Linked DNA regions of Mus musculus: region 2 is linked to region 1. The links are chromatin contacts, called in public promoter capture Hi-C maps. All regions are on one chromosome and are shown on one strand. The core of a region is the stretch at or near the end of the contact, and the rest is flanking DNA. Distances in the headings are between cores, read along the strand shown.

Region 1 (5,861 bases), core at 1,278-3,777:
AACCCAGGGTTGGAAGTTGAAGGGCTGACCAGGACTGGGTCAGGTTGGGTCCAGGAGCTCCTTTCTAGGCAGAGCTCAGTCAGAGTCCCCATCCTGTCACTCCGCAGGAACTGCATAGGACAGACTTTCGCTATGAATGAGATGATGGTGGCACTGGCGTTGACTCTGCTGCGCTTCCGCATCCTGCCGGATGACAAGGAGCCGCGCCGGAAGCCAGAGATAATCCTGCGGGCGGAGGGCGGGTTGTGGCTGCGGGTGGAGCCGCTGAGCACAGTGCTGAAGGACTCCAAACCTGACCTTGAGGCTTCTTTACCCCACCCTCCAATTGTTCTCTCCGGTTCTCAGAATTAGCTTGGCTCCACAGAACGCCAGCAGGGGGCGCTAGAGGGCCACAGAATCAGCCGTGGTCTCTGAAGAGAATGGGTTGGTGTCTTTGAGGCAAAGTACCTGTTTGCTGATTTAGCCCAGCAAGGCTTTCACGCTGAGAGTTCTTTTCCAGTCGAAGCTTGGACTTCATCCTGTTAAAGTCACTGTAGATTTTGGAGCAGATTAGGAGAGGGAGTCGAGTTTCTGGCATGCTTGGCACTCTTTAGTCACTGAAACAAAGCCTAATCGCACTCTTTCCACTTTCTTCTGCCTTCTCTTCCTCTTCGTTATATTTGAAGCGCTCTTCCAGTGTTTTGGCTTCTTAGAGCTGCACTTACAGCAGTGGGCTGCCACAGTACCCCTGGGGGGTGGGGGTGGGGTTGTTTATAAAGTTTGACTAAAATGGTTTCTCAGAAAGGTCTGTCTTGGCACCTTTGAGAAGGATGTTAAATGACATTCTGGGCTTGTGATTCCCAAGGTCCTAAGGCATCTTAAAGTAAACAAAGTCCCAGAATCCTTCATTAACTTATGTCCTGGGTCGTGTTCACTGAGACTCCCACTTAGTTCACAGGAATCTTCTAATTTTCCTTTCTAGTAGCACCTCTGGGCTTTGATCCCTTCACCCTCTCACGAACCCATTAAAAACAGTGTCAGGTGGACGCTGTGACTCAACCCTGAGATCCAGTCCCTGTGACAGGGGGATCGTGAGTTGGAGACTATCTTGGAATACATAGAAAGTCCTGGCAGGCCTTGCCTTCCCCCACTCCCTCCGCCTTGCTAAACTGTTAGACTACATTCCTAAAGCGAGCCACCAAGATCTATTCCCTTACTTGGTCACTTCCTCCTCTTGAGGCTGACTACCAAAGTGCAGCTATCACACTATTGAAGTACAGCAATCAAAAGCCCTCTTTGTTTCCTCTAATTAGCATGTCTAATTAAACACTCCATCCTAATACCTGGTTTCTTAATTTACCTTTATAAACTGCCATTTGCCTATGGGCTACATTGGTCTCCTCTCTATCCAGAAGTCCTTTGTCCCATTCTGGGACAAACAACCTTCTCCCATCTCTTGTGTTTCCCACCCCTTCTCCCCTGTCCTTTACCCCTTGTCTTTGTTTCCTATTTCCTGTCCTTTGTCCCTCTGAAGCAAATAAGTCTTGGGGACCCTGTGCAGATATTCTCCCTTTCCCTTTGCTTCTGCCTAGGATCGTGACAACGGATGGCTGCAGGGGGTGGGGAAGTGTAGGTCTTTGCATTCCACAGATCACAACAGATGCCTGTGTAATTCTTAAAAACACAGCTAGGCCTGTTTCTGACTGGCTACAGTCATCTGTTGGTCTCCTGACCATGGAGAATGCTCCCTTTGCAGGACAGTTTGGGAACAGCAGGCTTTGAAAATACTAGTTTTCCCAGGTTTAGTATAATGAACTGCTGCGGGATTCCAGGAGGAACACATACCTCTTTTCTGAAAGTTCTAAGACCTGACACCTGATGCCCTTGATGACAGGACAGAGGTGGCAGCGAGGCTAGGTAGATGGAGGTTGGAGTGGTCTCTAACATTCTGCCCCTGCAAGGATCACTGTCTTTCCCCTCCCGTTCTGCCTGATGTTCTAAGGCAGTTTTCTCCTATTTGACACGTTCAGTCCAGGAGGAAGAGGGAAGGTTTATGAGGCCCAGTAGGCAAATAGCATCTTATGTACCGAGCCAGATTTGTTTTTGCTTGTTTGTTTGTTTCTAGACAGGGTTGCTCTGCTTATCCTGGAACTTGCCTTGTAGACCTCCAACTCACAGAGACCCACTTGCCTCTGCCTTCTGAGTGCTATTAGTAAAGGCTTGGGACACTGCTGCTTGGCTCACCAGACTCTTGAAGCCCCTTCTCGAGTTTTATAGAAGAAACAAACAACTATTCGGGAGGAGACTGAGTGAGCTCAGGGTTAAAGTTTTCCTGCATTGTTGCCCTTTTGTGATGGGTGGACTTTTTTGAGCTACCCCTGTTTCTGTAAGCCCTCACCAATACCCTGGCAAGTAACCCCAATAAAAAATTGCTGATTTACTGAGTTGGACTTTGGTGTGATTGTCACTTTGGTCAGTGGTAAACACTCTGTGACATAATTCCTGGGAGGATATGAAGAAACCAGACAGGGAAACGATGACAAATCAAAATAATGACACCACCAAAGTCCAACTTTGCAAACCAATGTGCTTTATGGGGTTACTTACAGGAGTGTGGGTGCAGTCAGCCTAGCAGGTTGGAGGGTACCCTTTCCCAGTAGTCCATTGCTCTGAGCCTCTTCCCATAGCTCGGCTTATCTCTGCTCCTCCCAGGTAATTTTATAAAGCACGTTTCCCCTTGCCCCTCACGACTTAACTCTGAGATCACACCGCAGCTAGCTCTACTTAGGAAACCCATGCTTGGTCCGGCTAGCCGCCATGGTGCTGGCCATTGCTCTCTCACACCGCAGCCCACTTTTCCAGCTGGCCTTGCCAAGCTGCTCAACGCAGTCCCTCCTGCGTTCGACCACAGCCACCACTCATGCTCCAACGATCAGCCAACCCTGCGGTTGGCTCTGCGGACTGCCAACTACCACCCTGGTCTTACTCAGCTCCCATGCTAGCTCTCCTGGTCTCTGCTTGCTACTTGCCTGGTGCCACAATGGCCACTCCGGTCTCACCCAGCTCCCTTTAGCCCTGTGAAAGGAAAACACTAAAGACTTTTGTAGTTTAAAACTGACCAGGTAACTCAAAGGCTGATAAAAGAATATCCTGTCCCATCGTCCTTGCCCTCCTCAGGCACAACTGCAGAGGCCATGAGCTATCGGTGCCCTGAGAAACCTACCTGTTTGCAACTCCTTGCAGGCCTGCCGCCTGGTCCAGCTCCCAGTCTTCTCCTGTCATCTCTTCCTGTCCTGCCCGGAAATCTTGTCTTCTCTTTCATCCAACTATTAGCTTCTGCCATCTTCATTTAGCCAATCAACAATTAGGGAAATAATTAGGGAAGTTCCTCTTACGCACCTAGTCTGGGAGTCTGTCCCAGCAGGGCCTTCATAAGATCCATCTCTATGGTAATTTCTTAACTAGTGATTGATGGTGGAGGTCCCAGCCCATGGTGGTTGGTGCCATCCTCGGGCTGGTGAAAGCAGGCTGAGCAAGCCATGAGGGGTAAGACAGTAAGTAGAATCTTTCATGGCTTCTGCATCAGCTTCTGCCTGTTTGAGTTCTTGTCCTGACCTCCTTCCATGATGGACAGTGATGTGGAATTGTAAGCCAAATAAACCCTTTCCTCCTGAAGTTGCTTTGGTCATAGTGTTTCAGCCCAGCCATAGTAACCTTAGAAGCCTTATTTGAAATCAGCCCTGTCGCCATACTTCCATCCCGAGCTTCTGGACTCAGAGTTGGTCTCAAACCAAACTTGAAATTCAGTGATTCCACTAAACTAGCTGGCCAGCAAGCCTCAAGAATCTTCTGACCCCGTCTCTGCCTTCTCAGGGTTGCAGGTGTATGCCATTCCACCCAGGGTTTTTTTTTTTTTGTTTTTGTTTTTTTAACATTGATGCTGGGAATTGAACTTAGTTTCTCACAATTGTGCTGCAAGCCCTTCACTGACCTAGACATCTCCCCAGCCCCAATCTCACAATTTGTTAAACATGACAGCAAATTTGCATGCTTAAAAAAGGAACAACAGGCAATCAATAAGTAGCTATCATGGCCAGCCATTATTGGGAACTGACAAGGTGAGAAAGGCGAATCTATAAAATAAAACAAAACAACCTCAAATCTAAGTTACACTAGTTTATAAAATCATCATTGTTTAGTTAAAATGCAAAGAGTTTATAAAATGGCATGGTCATGGCTGACAAACATGAGCATGTTGAGTTGGGAAGATTGCTCAATGGGCTACCCTTGCTGTGGAGCCTAACTTCTGGAGTTTCGTCCTCGGGACAGTTGTGTGGAATTCTGCTCAGAATTGCAACACCCCTTCTGGTGAGGTAAACAGATGACCCCTGTAGGCTTAAAGGGGAGAACAGGAATTTGGAAGGTTCTACTATCCAGCAGGTTTTTTGTTGTTGTTGTTGTTTTGTTTTGATTTTGATTTTTAAAAACATGTTGTAGAAACGTTTAATCTGAATCCAGGGTTTCTACCACACCTTTGACCATTTAGTTACCAGATAAAAGACACATACATCCTTTATATTTTCAATAAGCCTTAAGCAGGATGAGGAATGGGCAGATATATACCCTGTATGTTATCAGAATCTACGTTCTTATCGATAATCCTGAGGTATTACCTACTATGTTTCATCTGGGCTGCTTTTAACTCCAATTGGCCAGACCACAGGGCATGTTTTCTTGACTCCTAACCATGGTGCTCTCTCTCCTCCTTCACCTTTTCTCCCCCTCCATGGTTTTCTCTTGACCCCACAGGCCTGGGAACCCTAGAACCCACCTATGTCTCTTCTGCCCAGCTATTAGCTGTCAGCATCTTTATTTACCAATCAGAAATAATTTGAAGGCAAGGTCACATAGCCACTTGGGTCTACATGCAGAGTCTCTTGTCTTTGGGGTAACCAGGTCTTGGGGGCCACAGTTAACATTGTAATACACAGCAAAAGACCAAACCTAATAATAATAATGCAAGTCATTGCTGGGGGCAGAGACTCTGACCAATAAAACTGCAGAAATATTTTTGGACTGTAGCTGCATACGGTTGTATAGAGAGCCCCAGGATTGTAATTTTTGGGAGCTGTCAGCTATGTTGAAGAGAGCTTTCTGATGACACAGCTGCATTTGAGCCATCCCTGTTCCTTCATTCATACTCTTGTTCAACCCCCAGTTACAAAAACTCATCGGTTCACCACATTGGACATTGGTGAGGAGAAATTGCATGGTCCTGGCTATGAGTAACAAAACATAACTGAAGGTGAATAGCTTGAGGGTGGAATATCTATGGGGGTGGGAAGTGCCATAGGCTACCTTTCCTTATATGATATGAAACAATGTGCCTTCTTGCTATGTCAGTGGTTACCTGGCTTCTAAAATGGGTACAGAGACATGCAACCAAGGCTGAGTACTCTCTGCACTGCTCTGCTCTGCTCTGCTCTACTTTACTTATATGTTACTGCTAGTGTGGCTCCTACAGGGGTGCTGAGAGATGCAATGAAGGCTGAATCATCTATAAAGAAGAAGAGTTTGGGTCTGGAGACTGTGGGGGGAATCATGTGAGGCACTCTTCCTCTATGTGGTATGAGGAGGCATGACTGCAGGATGGGTGGGGCCTGTGTGTGAGTGTGTAGATATCCTTAAGGATATTTTTTTTTTAATTCTGTTGTATGTCGGAGTAACAGGTAAAGAATGAGAGTGTCAACAGGGTACCAGGGAGGTTGTGTGGCCACTGCTCTAGATACCAAAACAGGCTTTATGCTAAGATGGCTGCTCAGTGGGAAATGGCTTTTGTCAGAGAGGATGCAATAGAGATCTTGGTGTCTTGCTGTTCCTTA
Region 2 (5,861 bases), core at 1,574-4,073, 290 kb after region 1:
TCTCTTTTCTGGGAATTGAATAATCAAAGGTAGGGTAGAAGTTCTTGATTGAGATTAAACATATTCCACAGGACAACTCAGCAGTTAAGAGCACTTGCTGCCATGGCAGAGGATCAGGGTTCTATTCTCACGACCACTGTGGCAGCTTAAATGTTCTTGGGGATCCAATACCCTCTTCTAGACTCTGTACACACCTATACTTATGTATGCAGTACACTCATACAAGCAAAATACTCAACACATAAAATTAAAATTTGTTTTGGAACAGTGTTTCTCTACATAGTCCTGGCTGTCCTGGAACTTGCTATGTAGACCAAGCTAACCTTGAGTTCACAGAGATCCATGTGCCTCAGTTTCCTGAGTGTTAGGATTAAAGGCTTGCACCACTAGATCTGACAGAAATGGTCAGCCTTGAAAACATACATACAAGTAACTATCGAGACTTAGCAGATTATATGTAGGAATAGATATGTATATGTATGTCTATATGTATGTGTATATGAATTTGCATACAATAACAATTAATAAAAAAAGAGGCCATGAATTTGATGGAGAGTGGGGGACGATATATGGAAGGGTTTGGGATGAGGAAAGGAAAAAAAGAAGTGTTATAACTACATTATAATGTCAAATATATATGAAATAATGAGCATGGTGGCCAAAATAACAGTAGCAGTCACTGAAACAGCCTACCCAGTGACTACCAAAGTACCCATTTTCTATTCCCCTCCCAAACAAATGACACACAAAATTCCCAAGAGAATCTAACCCAAAGTTCACCTGTCCCTTATATTTGCTCAAAGTCTAAGATCTTTCATGCTGTGTAATGCAGTGGGTGACTATGGCCTGAAAAGTATTAAATCAAAGGTAACTGTTACCCCAACACATCAAAGAGCGGAGTCATCAGTGTAGCAAGGCATTTAAAAATCTCACTTGAGGGGCTGTGAGATGGTTCAGTAGGGAAGACAGCTTGCTGCCAAAACAGATGGCTTGCATTCAATCCAGGAGTCTATGTAGTGAAATAAAAGAGAATTGATTCCCAGAAGTTGTCCTCTGACTTCCACATATACACTGTCATGTACATGCCCCCCAATAATAAATAACTGTAATTTAAAGTACAGAGATAACTGTGGGGAGTGGTGGCACACAGCGTTAATCCCAGTACTAGGGAAGCACATACAGACTAATAGATCTTTGAGGCCAGCCTGCTCTCCATTGCAAGCACCAGACTAGCTAGGGTTACACAGTGAGACCCTGTCTCAAATACTTGTAAACAATTAAAACCTCACTTAAGATGTGCATCAATTCAAGGTCAGCTAAGTTATATGGGTTACATTTCTAGCTGCATGCAGAGCTCACACCTGAATACTGTCCCAGCTCTTTAAGGGAATACGTTACCTGCAAAGGCAATACAGTACAGGGTCAGCTGGGAGGGTAGCTCAGTGGGGAAGCACTTGCCTCACATGGACCCTGGGCCCAATTCCAGCACAGCACCCCAAAAACCCAAACCAAAAGTAAAAAAACAAAACAAAGAAACACTAGAGACAATTTAAATGAGGGCAGAAAGGTAAAAATAAAATGGACTTGAAGATTTTTGTTCTGAAGCCATTTCCCACAACAGAAAAGAAAAAAAATATTTTAAATAATGTTTTTTTTGAGGTGGTGCCTCATGTATCTCAGGCTACCTTGGAACTTGTGTAGCCAAGGATGACCTGAAATTTCTGATCCTTCTGTCTCCAACTCTCAAGTGCTAAATTTTAGGCTTGTAACACCAAGCCCAGATTACGGGGTGTGTCTTGCATGCTAGGCATTCTACCAACAGATCACTGCCCCCTTCCAGACAGTATTTCATTGGATAACAAAAGCTGACTTCAGCCTCTGCTCCAACATCCCTCTGCTTCTGTCTCCCAAGTACTGGGGACTATAGATGTGTGATCAACTGAAACTCAGTTTCTGTTTTGTTTTTAGAGACAGGGTTTTCTGTGTAGCCTTGGCTGTCCTGGAACTCACTTTGTGGACCAGCTTGGCCTCCAACTCAGAAACTAAATGTTAATGGTCTCGTGATGGGAGAATTTGAAAAGTCAAAGCCCAGAGCGGTTACATAAGGTACATTTGTGAGAGCCTCCTGCAGGAGCCTGTGGAAGGCTCAAGGGACAACTGCACTACTGTTGAAAGGGTCATTGGAAGCTGGGGGCCCTGTCGGTGTGATTCATGTAGAGTTAGCTGCTTTAGTCGTCACAAGGCCTGAAAATTATATAAAACCATCCCCAGCGGTTCCAAGATTCCCCTCGCTTAAGGAACAACCTGCTTCAGATTCTACAACTATCCCTTCATATGTAACAGGCCAGGTCTAGTGTAGTGTTCCACTCTTAAATGTTGTGCCAGAAGGACAGAAGCAGGACATAGCTCTAAATTTGATGAAATAGAATAAAGGTGGAAACATAGTGAATATAAGGGTTTGCCTCAATGACCACTGAGCCTCAAATGTACTGGAAAACCTGCTCCCCTCTCCTGCTTAAATATCCGCGGTGGCTCACAAGGTCTTCCAGTAGAAGTCTCATCAGCACGGAGACCCTCGGGGACCACCCAGGAGGCATTGAGGATCTTGTGATAAAATTTTGGTCTGATGCTCATAGTCACTCAAAGAACAGGAGGCAGTTCTGTTTATTCAGAGATTTAAAGAGGTAGGAGCATGGGTGAGCTGGTTCCAAGGCAGCTGTGAGGTCACTGTGCGCCGGCGCTCAGCGGCTCCACCCGCAGCCACAGCCCGCCCTCTGCGCGCAGGATCAGCTCTGGCTTCCGGCGCGGCTCCTTGTCATCTGGCAGGATGCGGAAGCGCAGCAGGGTCAGCGCCAGCGCTACCTTTATCTCGCTCATGGCGAAAGTCTGTCCTATGCAGTTCCTGCGGGAGGACGGGTGGGAACTCTGATTGCGCGAGGAACCAGCCAGGCATCCTCGGACCCAACCTGGCTCAGTCCCCTCCCCCCACGGTCAGGAGGGCCAAGGGGGCACTGATGTGCCTGGGACCCTGCGTGGGTGTCCGCATTTCTGGGACCTGGCCTAGTCCCAGCGCCCAGTGCAGACCTGGGCGTGATTCTGAGTACAAAGCATCAGCCTTTGACCTTGCCACCGCAGGCTCTGCAGACCTTTGCACAAAACGCAGGCAAAGGTCGGGGAGGAGACACAGAATCCTCATTCACCCAACTGTCCCCTGGTCCCACTGTCGGACCCAGACTCCCCCCGCCCCCCTCACCCAAGACCACTTCCTCACCTGGTCCCCGCTGAGAAGGGAATAAAAGCCAGAGGTGACCTTTTCTGTGGGTTTTCTGGGTCAAATCTAAAGGGGTTGTAGACCTGTAGGCCAAGAAAGACTACGCTAGTGGGTCATGTCTCTTCCCCATGTCCAGGATGGTAGCTCTGGTTTCTCTGGTAGGCTTGTGCCTCTTCTCCAGGCTCCAGAGTTGGGGAAAGGGTAGAGTCGCACCTCAGGGTCTGGCCAGACTGAAGGGTTGTGGTGAACCCCGAAAATGCTGATGACACAGATGTTCCCTGTTGAGTAAGGAGACAGGTCAGGTCCACGATGCTTCTGGGGACCACCGTCCTACCCAGGCCCCTCCTTCCACGATACTGAGGGCACCTTTGGGGATGGCCCGGCCATCTGGCAGCAGAACGTCCTGGGTGCAGCATCGGGAGATTAATAAGACTGGGGGATGCAGCCGCAGACTCTCCTTGATGCACATGGTCAGGAAGGGTAGCTGGGCCAAGTCGTCCCTAAGGAAGACAGCACACAATTGTCCAGGAGCAAAAACAAAGTCTCTCTGCCACCGAGTGAGACTGATCCACAGTTCTGTACCTAAAATACTGTTTGTTCTTAAAAATAATAAAAATTTAAAATTATCCATGTTCATGTGTGCTATATGTCTGTGGAGGCCAGAAGAGACTTGTCAGTGGACCAGCTTGGCCTCCAACTCAGAAACTAAATTTTAATGGTCTCGTGATGGGAGAATTTGAAAAGTCAAAGCCCAGAGCGGTTACATAAGGAGCATTTGTGAGAGCCTCCTGCAGGAGCCTGTGGGAGGCTCAAGGGACAACTGCACTACTGTTGAAAGGGCCATAGGAAGCTGGGGGCCTGTCGGTGTGAGGATGTAGACAAGTACAGAGGCAGCAGAGGGTCCTTGCTGCAGACACTGAGGATATAGACATGTACAGAGGCAGGAGAGGGCCCTGTGCTGCAGACACTGTGGATATAGGCATGTGTAGAGGCTACCTGTAGTGGACAGATGGCAGCTCAGGGACCCAGCTGAACACAACATACTGAGTTCTAAGACAGCCTACATAGTGAGACTGTGTCTCAAAAAACAAAAGATTAAAAACATTTTTAAAAAGAGTTCTTGTATACCGGAAAAGAAAGAAAAGCATAGAAATTCCAAAGTTAGGAAAACAAAGTTATTTGATATGTCAAAGAAAAAGGCATGTGTGGTGGATCTAAAGCTGATTGCCATGTTCAGCATGTCTGTACAGTGGTGTTCATTTATATAGCACAGTGTGCCCCAACTTTTCAGGTTGTTCATCACTTTCAAGTTCTCCAATATATTCTGATGAAGACACAAAGAAGTGAGCACTCTCTGGGTCTCTGTGTGGAAGTGGGATTTTTCCAAGAGCCACTAAGTTATAGAATTCAGAAAACTTTTGAAGAAAATGAGTGATGTTTTAAAACTTATATGTATATGTATGGTGTGGTGGTGGGGTGTGTGTGTTTGTGGTGTTGTGTGTGTGCCTGCAGAGGCCAGTGACATCATCAGATCCCCTGGAGCTGGAGTTCCAGGTGCTCCTAACTGCCGAGCCACTTCTCCAACCCCAGCATAGATTCCTAATGCCTGACTTCAGCAACTAGCCTTGGAATTTGTCCTACACAGGCATTTATACGGGTTACAAAGGGTCCAAGTACACAGATATTTCCTATGTTGTGTTTTTAGAGGAAAGGCTGGAAGGCCAACAAGATGGCCCACAGTATAAAGACACCTGCTGGCAAGACCTGACAACTTCCGTTTAACCACTGCGTGTGCCACATGGTAGAAATTCTACAAATTGTCTTCTGAGTTCCACTTATCCATCATTGTACATGTGTGCCCAGGTGCATATGTGTGTGCACACACACATATACACAAACACATACACACATATACGCACACAGGCATGCATACACACACATGCACACTGAATAACATACAAAATGTGAAAAAGATTAAAAGCCATCAAGAATGGAACGTTTTGATAAGTCATGGCACTCATTTAACAAAATCTAATACAGTTAGTCAAAAGGTAGCAATAGGAAAATCACTAGTTCTATCACACATTGGATAGTAAATCAGCACAGAGATATTAAAGGGCAATTCAGCAATATTTGTTCTCACTGAAAATATTTCTATACATGTGGAATAACTCTCCATGAACTGAACAACTGTGGAATGTCATTCAGAACACAAAAGAAGGAACAGCTAGGCACAGTGCTGAGAAGAAGAATACATACACACGGTATGGTAGACACTGCTGAGGGAAGACCTGCAAGGCCATTTGACTGAAGGGCCTAGAGATCGCCCAGGAGACTAAAGGAAAGCAAGCATGGGGAAGCTGTCTGCCCAGCTGCAAGGCAAGCAATACCCTCCAGCCCCCAGCTAGTGACTTTCAGGCTCTGTGCTGCATTCATCCCTCAGCCAAGCTCCCCCGGGAGCCTCTAGGCAACAGTGAAGCACACAGACTACAAATGCATAGCCACTTCTGCCCACCGTCTAACTGTCCTAAAGACAGCATATCACACATCTTTCATATGTTCATTTTGAGGCATGTATTACTTTGTAGCC

Evidence for each region. Capture Hi-C pulls out chosen DNA fragments and counts their contacts.
Region 2: a promoter capture Hi-C map of liver shows a contact between it and region 1, with 2.6 times the contacts expected there. The contact joins two enhancer-like sites. A contact is called at or near these places in 11 of 39 promoter capture datasets (the 3T3-L1 cell line, cranial neural crest, embryonic stem cells and 7 more), 2 of 484 Hi-C or Micro-C datasets (the G1E-ER4 cell line and pancreatic cancer cells), 2 of 115 datasets of contacts at active chromatin or transcription factors (both in embryonic stem cells) and 3 of 9 other capture datasets (embryonic stem cells, liver and pancreatic islet).

What each region holds. Positions count from the first base shown.
Region 1 is chr17:32,634,869-32,640,729 of GRCm38.p6, forward strand. It overlaps Cyp4f37 (cytochrome P450, family 4, subfamily f, polypeptide 37), which reads left to right. Exons shown (of 13, transcript NM_001100187.1): 13 at 108-1,316. The coding sequence ends at 351. Among named protein-coding and RNA genes, the nearest start is that of Cyp4f37, 16 kb to the left of the region's middle. Within about 2 kb of position 2,528, at least 7 of the 459 cell types and tissues checked have an H3K27ac peak or open chromatin away from gene starts, as enhancers often do. A contact at or near this core is called in liver, where this site is marked.
Region 2 is chr17:32,922,053-32,927,913 of GRCm38.p6, forward strand. Cyp4f13 (cytochrome P450, family 4, subfamily f, polypeptide 13) reads right to left here. Exons shown (of 13, transcript NM_130882.1): 10 at 3,638-3,771; 11 at 3,485-3,549; 12 at 3,272-3,354; 13 at 2,636-2,902. The coding sequence ends at 2,725. Among named protein-coding and RNA genes, the nearest start is that of Cyp4f14, 7.6 kb to the left of the region's middle. Within about 2 kb of position 2,824, at least 244 of the 459 cell types and tissues checked have an H3K27ac peak or open chromatin away from gene starts, as enhancers often do. A contact at or near this core is called in liver, where this site is marked.